Linked DNA regions of Arachis hypogaea: region 1 is linked to region 2. Evidence: chromatin contacts called from public Hi-C data. All regions are on one chromosome and are shown on one strand. Each heading gives the region's core, a stretch centred on a gene start, on an enhancer-like site or on the middle of the called end of the contact. The rest is flanking DNA. Distances are from core to core; before and after follow the strand shown.

Region 1 (6,866 bases), core at 47-2,546, 260 kb after region 2:
TTATTACTCTTTAATTTATATCATTTTGGAATATACATTTTTATTATTTATAACTCTTTTGTTACTTATATTTAGTATATAATAAAAAATAAAATAAAATACAATAAAAATACAAAAAAAACAAAAAAAAACTTCATATCAAACATAGTATATAATAATTACAACCAACAACATGTATCATATGAACAAAAAAATTACAACAAGAAGTAAATAAAATTGATATGAATAAAATAAAATAAAAAAATAAAAAATTTTATACACAACATAAATATAGTACAATAAAGGATAGAAAAAAAGGAATTTATATAAACAAAAAATAATAAAAATTAATAAAAATAAGAATTTATATCAACAATAGTTGTCATATGAATAAAAAAGTACGATAAAAATATAATAGAGCACTAAAAAAATAACATCAAAATACTAAAAAAATAATATAAAAAATATTTATCGTATAAATAAAAAAATACAATAAAAATATAAAAATCAAAATATGAAAGAAAGTACTAAAAATAATAAAAAATAATTAAATTTTTTATCTTGGCAGTGATTGAAACAGATCTAAAAAATTTTGATAGAAAAAAAAAATTCAGAACAAAAAACATACACAACAAATAAACGAAGAATTACTGTGAAAATTATGGTTACTTGCATCCTTTTTATAGAAGAAAATAGAGGGTAGGATTGGTAGAAACAGAATAAATTTTCTACTTAATTCCTCTCAACGTGAACGCAGAAGTAAGAAATTTTAGCTTCACATGAACGTGCGTTCAGAGGTAAAAACACTTCTGGGTTTAGAGTTCTAACAAATTACCAAACATAAAAATGGGGCGTTCAAAACACTCAAACGGACTTCTCTCTTCTCCAACGTGAACCAAACACACCTAAGTCACTGACTCATCAGACTTATACTCTTCTCCCCTATTACACACTAAAGCTCTGAATACCCTAACACTCGGACAGAGCTCATCTACGGCGCTTGCACTCTCTCATCTGTTGGGGCTCCCTCCATCATCTCCCCTAACCTGTCTCTGCTGGCGCTCGCACTCCCTCGGCGCTCACTACTCACCGCGTCGGTTAGCCAACGGAGGTCGCCTTTCCTTCCTCCGTGCCGCCAGTCTCTGCCTTCCTTCCTCGATCGTCTATTCTCATCTGCTCTACCGCCTTCGCTCCTTGTGTGCTCCACTTCACTCTCTGTTGTTTTCGCTTTCCCTACCCTCTTTGCTGTTTATGTCATCTTTCTCCAGCCTCTCTGTTTCTATCTTTGCATCTAGAATGCAGCCATAGGTAAATTATTTATTGTTTTTCTTTGATCTAATTTTTTGTTTTGATTTTCATGGTCACCAGGAACGGTGGAAGTTTCGGTTTGGTGAACGAGGACCTTCTCCAGAACATTCTGGCGAGGCTCTGGCTCGTTGGTTCGCTTCCGCTGCTTGCGTCAGCAAATCATGGAGCTTTGTCTGCAATCGAATCCTTACTCGTCCAAAGCTCTCTTTTGCTCTTTCTCTCAATCCTTCACTTTCCGTGAGTTTCACCTATTTCCCCCGAATCAAAAGATTTCTTAAAATCTAGGGTTAATTGAAAATGGAAATGGAGCTTTGTGATTATATCAGCTTGTTTTTGGAGTAAAATTTTTGAATTTGTACTCATATCCAAAGGTGTTTGAGACTTTGACCTCATATCATCATGGAGTTCTCCAGGTGAAGCACTGGCAGAATCTTATTTCTTTGTTTGAGCATTGTATGTAGATTAAATCCTATATTTAGTGCTTGTATCCCCAATTAGATTCCCCAATTAGATCTGAATTTTCTTTATGGAAGTTCAAAATTAATTCAATTTTATGATTGTTTATCCATCAAGTCCAAAGTAAAAAGGCATCTATCATTTTGCAACAGTGCATATAAAACTAATGTTATTGTGATTTTTGGTTGCAAGTTGTAAAAGTAGTGTTTTAAATATCTTAAATTTGTGTCTATGATTACAGAAAATTTTATTTCTGGAAATTATCTTTTGTTGTTTGAGTATATATTTGTTACTAACTTTATTATTGCTTCTTAATTTGTATGATCCAGTATGGTAAAGATTATGAGTTTGATGCTCCAGTGAAGCTCCTAGAGAAACATCTACATGCTATGGCACAATCTGTTGTTGAGCAACTTGTTGTTTCTCAGGTCTTGGCCTATGCTATCCCTTATTTTAATTTTTTCTTTTTTTTAATTGGATTTGCTGTTTAACATTTGCTCTTACTTAAACTTTACTATATAGGTTCTCGTGTCTGACATTAAGATTGGATATAAGATAGTTAACACTCAGGTAAGAGAACATTTATTGATATTAAATTATTAATTGTTATAGATCTTAATCAATGGTTGATTTGAAATGCTTACCCCTTCTCTTTTTGGATTCATATAGGTTCTTGCTTTCAATGGTAAGCCTGTGAAGAATTTGAAGGGCTTGGCCACCATGGTTGAGAACTGTGATGATGAGTCTCTAAAGTTTGATCTGGAATACCAACAGGTTCTCTCTCATGGACTCAGTCGTGTGAATTTTTTTTTTTGACTTTCTAAAGTTTTCTGAATTAACATTTAATCTAACTTTCATGTATCAGTAAGCTGCCCATTCTTCTCTTTACCCATTCTTTACATATTTCGTTTAAGCATATATTTTTCTAGTTTCTTATGTAGAATTTGATTTGTCATATCAATTAGAAGTTGTTTCTTTCTCTATCTTTTACATAATTAAATTGAAAGTAAAACTACACTTTAGTCCAAGGAAAATTTTCATTTAAAAACTTAGCCTGTAAAAGATTAAATGTACTCACTTTAGTCCTTGTAATATTTATGTTTCAACACTTTAGTTTGTAAAAGATTATAGGCTTAAATAAGTTTTTGGTCCCTGTAAAATACTCGATTTTTTGTTTCGGTCTACTAAATTTCAAAAGTTGTCTATTTTAATCCTTCTTTTTAGTTTGCTTTAAAGAGTAGTTTCTATATTGTAGAAAATTTAAGAAATATAAGACAGCTAAGAAGGAGACAAAGGTGGCAATAAGAGAGTCAAAACAAGAGTGTATGAGAGTCTTTATCAGTATTTGGGTACGAAGGATGAGAGATTTGGATCAAATTAAGTCATTAAGGACAAGAATGGTGAGATTTTGCAATGAGAATTACTTCATGAGTATAAAAGTCTCTCGGTGCTTTTGCAATGAGAATTACTTCATGACGTGATAGTTACTGCAATAGGCACTTAGCGCATGTGTATTTAGTATGTAATAATACTGATTTCTGTATTTTACTAATTTTCAATTTGTTAATGAAGTTTATCTAAAAGTAATAATACTGATTTCAATTTCTCAGTCATTCATTTCATCTACAAGAATTGAATACACGAGTTCAAGCATTCAGGCTTCTATTTTGTTTAGATTCATTAATAAATAATTAAAGCCAATGACTAAGAATAATATATCAGTTCTAATAATACATAGAGTCTAAGTTTGTGATATGACTTATAGTTTCTTTTGTACAACTCTTAATTCTTTTAGCCGTTGAGTATGCGAGGGAGTGGATCTAGCTTGATATTTTAAATTGATATTATTTGCAGTTGCTGAAATTCAACCTTTAATGCTTTGATTTGTTAATGCTAAAATTGGATCATTTAGATTAGTATTCATTTGTTGTTATTATTGTCATTATTCGTCTGCTAATATTGATGGTGTCTTTTGGTGTCAGCTAATAGCTAAGTGTTGGAGGGTTGTTGTTTTAATTTGTCGTGTTTTGTGTGTTGATTTTCATATAATGTGCTCCAATTCCAGGATCAGCAGCAGTCTTGATCTTCACTAGGGGGGGGGGGGGATTAAACTGAAAATAATATCAGTGCATTTATAATGAAATGCTTCTTGAAGTTTTGGTCATAGAATTTAACTAGCTTCTTTTTTTATTCACCGATGTCATTTTTAATATCCTAATTCCTACTCTCTATTAGGCATTCAGTTCACTGTTTTCACTATACAAACTGCTTTAACTAATTTACTTAAATTGCTGAGGAATTGAGATAAACTGACCTTAATTAACCAGTACAATTATTGGCATTTACAAAATTTCAGAGCTAGATTTCCTGTTGTGGTGTGATTTAGTTTTTTCATATTTACACGTTTCCAATATCAACTTGAAAGGCATAATTAATGATACCATTTTTGGGTAAGCCACTTAAGGTTCTGTGGTTATAAGATTTGCAGGTAATTTCTATGTTATATATTCCAGTGTTGGTATTGAATCTGCTTTAATTTTATTTCCCAGGATGTGACAGCAACTAAAAGAAATGAATTTGAGGATTATTTTTTGAAGTGAGAGTTGCTCATGGGAATATATGAGAAGGGTTTTTAAAGGCCTTCTCCTATCCAAGTAGAAAGCATTCCAATTGCTCTTACTGGTAGTGACATATTCTTGCAAGGGCTAAAAATGGGACAGGCAAAACAGCTGCATTTTGCATTCCTGCATTGGAAAAAATTGACCAGGATAACAATGTTATTCAATGTTTGACTTCTTCCTCTTACCTTTATCTTTCTATTAGATTCCCATGAGATCGATTGAGAGGATTATCATATTTATTGTAGTTCAAGGCCAGTTTGAATGAACTTCTCAGGGAACAAGCTTGCTTCAATGGGCATAAATTTTTACTATAATATTTTTTTCTCATGTTTTTAGGATTTTGTCCTAGTTTAGATTATATATGTGTTGATGTTGGCTTTGTTGCCATGATTTAAACTGATGGGAACTAATCATGTTATGGATGAGGTAAATACTTTTTTGCCTCAACTTCTACTCATTTATAAAAGTGGTTGACATGCATAAACTATTTGAAAAGTTGCAATCCTTTTAAATGAGAACAAACAAATTTTCAATTCTATTCTCTTCATATGTTCATTCTGTTTCTTTAGTAGTAAGAGTTGGTTCCTAATCCCTTCTTTTACATTGCTTTTTGTTTGGTTTCAGGCTGATAAGCTTTTGTCCCTAGAATTCCAACCTTCTATAGTTTTTATTAATTTTGATTTTCCCAAGAATTCAAAAACTTATCTCCACAAGGTATGGTGATTTTTCCTCATTTCCTTCCTAATTTATTTGCCTTGACACTGATTTCCTGTTCTAACAGATCATATACGGATATACAGGTCGGTCGCTCAGGGAGGTTTGGGCATCTTGGTTTAGCAGTTACCTTGATCACTTATTGGGACCGCTTTAATTTGTATGTAATTTACAGTCTGTTAAGTTAATGCATTTCAACTGTATATGCTATAGATTTATTATGCATTCTGTCTTTTGTGCTGATATAGGATTGAACAAGAATTTGGAATTGAAATAAAGCAAATTCCACCACACATTGACCAGGTATGACAGGATGGAGTTTAATGTTAGCCTTTTAACTGGCAGATATTTTGCTGGGTTCAGTTTGGGTTTCCCTTAATTTTATTTTCAGATGTGTTTGTTGCTAACATTAGTAACATGATGGGTCCTGTTTGGCAGATATTTTGCTAACATTTGTGTTTGTTGGTAACATTAGTAACATCAGTTTGGGGGGATGAGAAGAGTTTTCTATTTCCCTCAGGGACAGAGAATAGGTAAATCACAAAAATGCTTTACTATGTTTGGTGTTGAAAAAATCCTAAAAAAAAAAAGTTATACAATTTCCTAGTGGATCTTGAGCTCAGATATTTGGTCAAAATTTGCAACTACTTCACTTAAGTTTTTTTTTTCAATTTGAGCTACATGGTTTGATTTCTTTTGTTGCCTTTTCTTGTTATTTGTTATTTCATTGTGCAATTTCTAATTTATAACTTGGTTATTATATTTTATTTGCTCTTTCTACAATCGTTTGAGAAAAATTAAAAGTGAGTTTTGTTGGTAGTGAAAGAATTTTTTTCTTTTATCAAAGTGTTTGGAAAATAAAAGGAATTATCATTAACTTCATCATCCTCACTTGATAAGAATCCACTTGTTTTCTTGTTTGTTAAGTATGAATTTGGTTACTATTTGTGCTAGGCTACTATGGTTACTATCTATTTGCAACTTATTCTAATAAGATATTCCAGAGATTGTTATAAAATTATACAAAATGGTTGAACTTGGAATTTTATATGCATATCTTTAGAATTATCTCCCAGGAATAGTGGTGGCGAATTGCATGTGATCAACTTGTGCATGTCACATATTTCAATATGAAGATGTGACACACCCTTATTCCAAGCCTTATATATTTTTTTATGATTCCTTTCTTTAATATTTATCATGGCAAGATGTTTTGTAATTTGCTTACCTTCTGTTTTTCGTTATTCATATGATCATACTTGCAGATTATTCGTGAAGTGTATTGTGGAGCTTTCCATTTGGTTCCTTTATCCGAGGAAGGCCTGGTATAAGCTTGGGGTGATTCAATGACATTTCTTAATTCCCTTTCTAGAAATTCATTTTTGTTTATGTTTGTAAATTTCATGGACACTGTCGTTGCATGTATAGAGATGACATGGCTAATTTGGTTTGAATTCTATTAATGTAATATTACTTTTTATTGATTAATCTTTTTAAATGACATTTACATATTTTTGTTAATATTTTTTATTATTTTTGGAGTGTGTTAGAGTGCATGTAAAAGCATATACTAATTTTTTTAATTTGACTAGTGGCTCAACAGACACTAATGGGCCTATTTAGCCGTTTTTCTATTATTTTTAAGAAATTAATTTTTTTTATTAATATATCATTCACTTTTTAAATTTATTAGATAAGTAATTTTTTTTTATTTTAGTGTTAATGAGATTTTATTTATATCATATTTTATTAAAATTAAAATTATTATAAACCAAAATATAATTCAAA
Region 2 (7,294 bases), core at 1,566-4,065:
TACAGAAGTCCAAATGACGCGGTTCCAGTTGCGCTGGAAAGCTAACATCCAGGGCTTCGAAATGATATAAGATTTTCCATAGTTGCATCGTGCATAGGGGCGCGCATGCGCATGGTGCGCGTCGCACCGATGGTTGCACATGCTTCACTTAATGCAACTCGTGGCCAGCGAATTCTAAGGCATTTTGGGCCCAATCCAACTCATTTCTGATGCTATTTAACCCAAGGATTGAAGAGGGATGAGAATCTAGGTAGTTAGTGAGTTTTATTTGAGTTTTATCATGCTTTAGTTAGTTTCTAGAGAGAGAAGCTCTTTCTTCTCTCTAGAATTAGGAGTAGGTTATATCTAGATTTGGAATTCTTAGATCTAGGTTAATTTCATGCTTTGATTTACTTTTTCTTTTGTAATTCTTCTTCTTCTACATCTCTTCTCTCTAGTTTAGCATTTAATTCTTGTAATTCTCTATTTTTATGTTCATGCACTTTTGTTTCTTCTACTTCTCTTTAATGCAATTTATGATTCATGATTCCTTTATTGTTGATTTGATTTGTTGTTGTTTAATTCCTTGCAATTAAATAGTGTAGATTTACTTTTCTTGCAATTTTACTATGCTTTCCTTTTGTGCCTTCCAAGTGTTTGACAAAATGCTTGGAAGGATTTTAGTATAGAATTTTATGCTTTTGGCTTGGGAAGGTAACTTAGGAACTCTTGAGTTACTAATGTCCAAGTGATTGACGATTGGGAGCCATTAACTCTAGATCTCACTAATTGAATTGGTGGAGAACTAGGACTTATGGACTTGGATTGACATAGCTCATTTGACTTTCCTTTATTAGTTAGAGGATGACTTAATGGGGTTGATCCTTGCCAATTCTCATGTTGTGGTTAGTGATAGGGATAGAGATCCTTGACCACCAAACCTTGCCAAGACCTTTGTTAGTTGTTAGTTTATTTCCTTTGCCATTTATATTTCTTGTCTACTATCCCAAAAATCCCAAAACATACTCCATAACCAATAACAAGACACTTTATTGTAATTCCTAGGGAGAACGACCTGAGGTTTCAATACTTCGGTTAATAGATTTTAGGGGTTTGTACTTGTGACAACCAAATTTTTGTATGAAAGGATTAGTGTTGATTTAGAAACTATATTGCAACGAGCTTTCATTTGTGAATTCTAAACCGTCAAAAAGTCCTCTCATCAAGCGGCCGACCTAGGGCCCTACTGAGGAGGAGTCGAAGAGAACGCGACACCCACGTTGATCGTGGCCACAAATGACGCGTTGGGGGAACTGTTTTGGCCTAGCCCAACACACTCAAGGTCTGGGTCTGGGCACCCGCCCGACCCGGCGGCCTGTCCACAACCGACTGGAAGACGACTCGTGTTGTCACCCCTTCTACATGATCATGGACAGCTGGAAAGGAAGTTTTCAAGAAAGAGGGACTGTCCATGAGGGGCCCACACACGTACAGGCTATCTAAGGGGAGGGCCCTACCCCTCCCCAAGGTACGTCACTCCTTTTACTCTAATTGTCACCTCTTCGTATGGACTTTTATTTGGCATTGGAGTCCTTGCAAGTGGCACACCCCCTACTCCTCAAATCCTCGGCTCGCCAGGACCTCAATCCAGATCCTGCCCCAGCTGCACTCCTCAGTACCCAGACTTCCCAACCCGTTTGGCACACGACTGAACAAGATTTTTTTAATAGTTTTATTTAATATTTAATTAAACCGGTTGAACTCCGATTAAACCCCAATCGAATCAGTAAATTATTGAACCAGTAACCTCATCGGTTTATTGACCAGTCCAATTCACGCAACTTTGGTCAAGACTTGATCAACTTGCGTGTTGATGACATCAGCAACAAATTTGAGCAAATTTTAGAAACTTGTCTCTGCTGGGATTCAAATCTAAAGTTAAAAAAATGATGAGGAACCTTACAACCACTAAGCTAAGAAGTTTTTCACTATATATTGTGTATTTGTGCTTCTTTTTTACCATATAACATACCTAATACTATTCTCATTTTTTTTATTGATTGATTGTTTACTTTTATTCTTTAACTTTTACTTGAACACTTTTTTTATTGAGCTTTTTAATTTATTTATTTTTTACAAAATTAAAATTAAAAATTTCTACCTTTATTTTTTAGAAATAAAAAACCTGAAATAATACTTTCTATTTATTAAGTTCAATCAGATTAATAACAAGTTCAAATAAATAAATCTCATAGTTTTTTATAATAAGTATAAATTATTAAAATAAGAAATAATAATCAATTTAATAAAAATAAAAATAAAAATTTTTTATTAAAAAATTATATAATTATTTAATTATGATCGAATCAATTGATGTAACTAATTATCTAATAATTAAACTAATGACCCATTAAACTAATATTTTGATCAAATTAATTATCGCTTTAATTGTAACAACTATGTTTTTTTTGTAGGAATTAAATTCTTTCAATTTTTTTCTCACTTGAAAAAATAAACTGTCATTTTTCACATACATTTTATTAATAAGAGAAAAAAAATAAAAAATAAAAAATATACAATTAAATAATTAAAAATTATATTTTATTCTAACAAAAAAAATTAAGAAACTTTTTTTTTTTTGAATAATCCATTCGCTTTCTTGCATACAACACAGAAAGTGTATAATTACTGACTTTTGGCTTTAGGTCAACTCCAATGCGCCCGTTCCACAGAAGATACGTTAACATTCAAAACCGGCTTGCTTAAACCATCAGTGGTCCCGTTCCTATTTTTGCTCGGTCAAACACGGTGTCGTCTCGTTCACTCAAAAATATTAAAAAAAGAAAAACACGTCATCACTTCATAACGGGCTCTACTCTAATGCCCAAACGAAACTATCAGTTCCTTCCTCTAATCTAACGCAACCGTCCGTTTCTCCCATCACTACACATCAGCCCATACAACCGTGCGCCATCACCACACAGAAGCATAATCTCTGATATTTTTTCCAGCGTGTACTATTCGTTTTGTAGAGTCCCATTCGCGCAAGCAATTATTCATTCTCTCTTTGGAATCTTCCTTTGCCAATTGCCACTTCGAGGAACCCTAATAAATCTGTGATTAATGCACCTAACCAATATTTAATTGGTTCTTTATTTCTTTATATGGGTTTGCCGGCAAAACCAACTAAACTACTCAGATTGAAGACATCAACAGAAACCAGAGTTTCAGTTTATTCCCAACATAAGGGTTAGGGTTTCCCTGTTGGTTCCTCAGTCCGAGTTCTTTCAATTCCGTTCCAATTTCGTGTGATTGAGGTCTCTCTTCACTCCAATCGCAATAAAAACAATGATTTTGGGGATTTCTGATGAGATGCTTGGGACTTTTGTCCCAATCATAATTTACTGGGTTTATTCGGGGATTTACGTTGTTCTTGGTTTGTTTTCTGAGGATTACCGGTTGCATACCAAGGAAGATGAAGATGAGAAGAATTTGGTGTCAAAGGGTGCTGTGGTTAAAGGAGTTGTCCTCCAACAGTTAGTTCAAGCGGTGGTTGCAACTCTCTTGTTTGCGGTATGTGTCTATCATTATTTTTTTTTTTCCCAGGAGTTGGAGGAGTAAAGTTTATATGTTTTATCTCGCTTTTCTTTTATCGATTTATTTTTATGTATGATGATTAAGATTAACCACAAGAAGATGCAAGGATTTAGTTAATTACTAATTTAAATTACCCCCAAATGTGCCCCTTTTTTTTTTAGGTTTAAATACCAACCACGCTTTCAAATTTAGCTTCTCACATTTTGAGAGACGTGTGGTCAACAAACAAAGCTTTTTCTGTATTTTTTATGTCACTATTAACCCCATAATTGCAAATAGTCTTTGTGCCTTGCCTTGTAAACTAAACCATGGCCTATTTGAGAAATCATGGTTTCTGTTTTGCATGCGCTAGTCTATTAATCCACTATCAGGAGCTAACTGGTTGATTAATTCAATATAGATAATGTAATAGTTTCCGTAAATGCTATGCATCCAAAATAACTTAAATGTAAACCTTCTGAATCACCAATGAGAAAGTTGCAGATTTAGTGATCCATGCATTGTCTGACTTCGGGACCTGGATTTTATCTTCATATTCATTTTAGATGGTAGAGTGAAAGTTCTTTAGAAAGATCAATAACATACGGAAAAAAGCTACAGGTCTGATCATGTCCCGTAACATTTATCCAAAAATTTGTCATTGAAGGGGCATCAATTGTGTTTCAACCATTTAGGATATTGCTGAATGCACAAATCAAATTGTATGCCATAGAAACTTCCTTCTAATTATGAGACTTGCACTTGTAAGTATGTGAAAATTATACAAGGATTGGTTTGATAGTCTAGTGGTTAAGGTAGGACACTTAATCTAAATTGACATTGGCTTTATCTGGAGCTTTTTTTACCCTTAAGTGTTACTGTTGGAGGGGGTGTGTTGGACTATAAAAATTTTTATCCCCCTCATCAGCATTAAAGATGGTACTAATTCTAGTGTAAAATCATTAGAGTCCATGTGTAGCTATTTATTCAGATAAACTCAATTGTAATCGGGGTATTTGTTATTTTATAGGTGACAGGAAGCGATACCCAAAGTGATTTGAATCAGAATGCTTCCCTCCTTGCTGTGGCCCGGCAATTTGGTACTGCTATGTTGGTAATGGACACATGGCAATATTTCATGCATAGGTACATGCATCACAACAAGTTCCTATACAAGCATATTCACTCCCAACATCACAGACTTATTGTACCTTACTCATTTGGAGCTTTGTACAATCACCCTCTGGAGGGACTGCTTCTTGACACCATCGGCGGGGCTTTGTCTTTCCTTTTGTCTGGCATGAGTCCTCGGGCCTCCATCTTCTTCTTCTCCTTTGCCACCATTAAGACGGTCGATGATCATTGCGGGTTGTGGCTCCCTGGAAACCTTTTCCACGTTATCTTCAAGAACAATACAGCATACCACGACGTGCACCATCAGCTCTATGGAAACAAGTACAACTACTCGCAGCCATTCTTCGTCATGTGGGATCGCATCTTGGGCACTTACATGCCATACACATTGGAGAAGAGGGCTGATGGGGGTTTTGAAGCCAGACCTTGTAAAGACTCCAAGGATGATTAACTTTTTATCTTAGTGAGTATTCTTTTTGTGTACTAGTATTGGTTTTCGTTATTTATGATCAGCACTTCCTGGGTGACCAGCTTTTGTATATAAACATTATACTGAATTGCCTACGCTACTATTGTTCTTCACATGTCTGTTTATACTAGATAGACTTAATAAGGAAATTGAGAAGCTACCTAGTTACGGTGTTATTTCACCCTTTTATGTACGGCTGCTATAATGCTATTATCAAAACTTGTATACATTACCTTGTTTTCTAAACTTGCTTAAGGATGCAATTTCTGATACTGGTATAGTAAGTTCGTTTTGCTGACTCTGTTTTTCTGCATGTATATATATATATATGCTTAAGGATGCAATTTCTGATATTGGTATACTATGTTCGTTTTGCTGACTCTGTTTTTCTGCATATATATATGTTCTCAAATTGATGCCAAAGCTGTGGTTATGAGGTGATTTTTGTGTATGTGGATAGACCTGTATCTTATGCACTTCATGGAGCCATAGTTATTTATGATTGAACAAGATGCCCAGGCGGCCCGGGGGGGGATGTGTACAGTAACGAGGGGGAAATGCTGAAATTGCCGAGGCTTATGGGTTTTTAAGTGACTGAGCTGCTTGTTACCTATTAGCATGCATTAAGATATACGTTCAGTTATGTCTACATCTTTGAGTTTGAATGAATTTTAGCATCCTTGAAAACGCAATTTCAAGTGTTTCACTTTCTTCGCATATTCATATATATGCAGCACCTAAACTTATTACCTTTTACCTCCCTATAAGCAAGAATGCTACGAAAGGAAGCTGCAACTAAATCAATAGCCACAATCTGTTTTCAAAAGGACATACACAGAAGTTGGGCGTTCTCAGCAAGATCTCATCCATTTTCCTCCTTTGTTTAAAATTTTCCCTAAATTTAATCATTGTTGTGTATTAGTCTAATGGGAAAATTATCTATTATGTTTTAAGCATTTGATCCCGTAAACACTACCAATTTTTTTTGTCCCACAGTATCCATCTGTCCAGCAGGCTAAGGACTAATCTGTTATAGATTTGAGTTCTATTTAAGAGTATTTGTTGGCTAATGGATAACTGAATACACGAGGTGGGATTGAAACCCTAACACTTGATTAAACAGATTAATGAACTCTAACCCAACTTGGTTTAAACACTATCAATTCAATCCGACATGATTAAATAGTTTTTGTTTGGGTCAATCCAACCCATTGGAATCAATTACTGGCCCGTTCCATTTTTGCCCAATCCCATAAGTAGAGCAATCTTACTAGTGCATTTTTTAAAAAGAAAAACTGAATGATACTTCCATTAATTATTAAACTTGTCCATCAACAACATGGCTACAATAAGGACTTTACGGTGTTTTTGTTTAAAAACATGTTTATATCTCTAGAGTCTCTCTAAATAAATTATTTAATTTTTTGGAAGTTGAAATAGATTTTTTTCTTAAATAATTTACGAACCTATATCAAAATTGAATTTTTGAAAAGATCAAAATCAAGTGTTTTTAAAATTGTTGTTGAGACAAGAAAAGAAACGATAACGATTATATTTTGGACTATTTCTTTAAATTCATTATTATTAAGAACCATACTTAAGAATATTTAAAGTAAAAAAAACTGGTTTGATAGTCATGTATTATTTTGGATTTCAAGATGTTACACCTTAAAAGTTGTCAGCATTAAAGTTCGACACTCAGCAATAATTTCGATCATAAAATGGATGAACAGAACAAAAGGTATACTGATTGACTACCATGATGAAGGTCGAAAGAGAGACGGTCGAAATAAAATTAAGAGAAAACACGTGAGGAAAAGACTCACTCGTAATGGGTAAGAACGTGTGATCTCGTCCTTGAAGACTAAGGTATGGTAAGAATGTGGGTAGTTGAACTTGGAGAGCAAGTAAAACCGGATTGTGGGTCGTGATTAAGAGATTGATAACTATTCAGTATAGCCTGGACGTTGTCTCTATTAAATAGGGAGGTAAAAGCTTTCAAAAGAGACTTTAATTTTCAATATTCCAAGCTACACTAAAATTCTCTAAAAATTTTAAAGTCACACTAACGTCAAAAAAAGTGATAGAGTATAAGTACATGTGAGTGTTTGAAATCAATTTATTTTATTTATTTGT

The links. Hi-C and Micro-C count contacts between places; a contact is called where the count stands out from the background.
Region 1: a Hi-C map of leaf shows a contact between it and region 2, with 2.0 times the contacts expected there. The contact joins the promoter of LOC114925348 here to the promoter of LOC112750359 in region 2. A contact is called at or near these places in 3 of 8 Hi-C or Micro-C datasets (leaf and an unstated tissue).

Annotation. Positions count from the first base shown.
Region 1 is chr15:63,013,995-63,020,860 of arahy.Tifrunner.gnm2.J5K5, forward strand. LOC114925348 reads left to right here and starts at 1,297. Exons shown (of 8, transcript XM_029292943.2): 1 at 1,297-1,524; 2 at 2,073-2,171; 3 at 2,266-2,313; 4 at 2,413-2,517; 5 at 4,989-5,078; 6 at 5,165-5,238; 7 at 5,327-5,381; 8 at 6,344-6,599. The coding sequence starts at 2,133. The coding sequence ends at 6,409.
Region 2 is chr15:62,755,911-62,763,204 of arahy.Tifrunner.gnm2.J5K5, forward strand. LOC112750359 (sphinganine C4-monooxygenase 1) reads left to right here and starts at 2,816. Exons shown (of 2, transcript XM_025799055.3): 1 at 2,816-3,552; 2 at 4,586-5,456. The coding sequence starts at 3,328. The coding sequence ends at 5,140.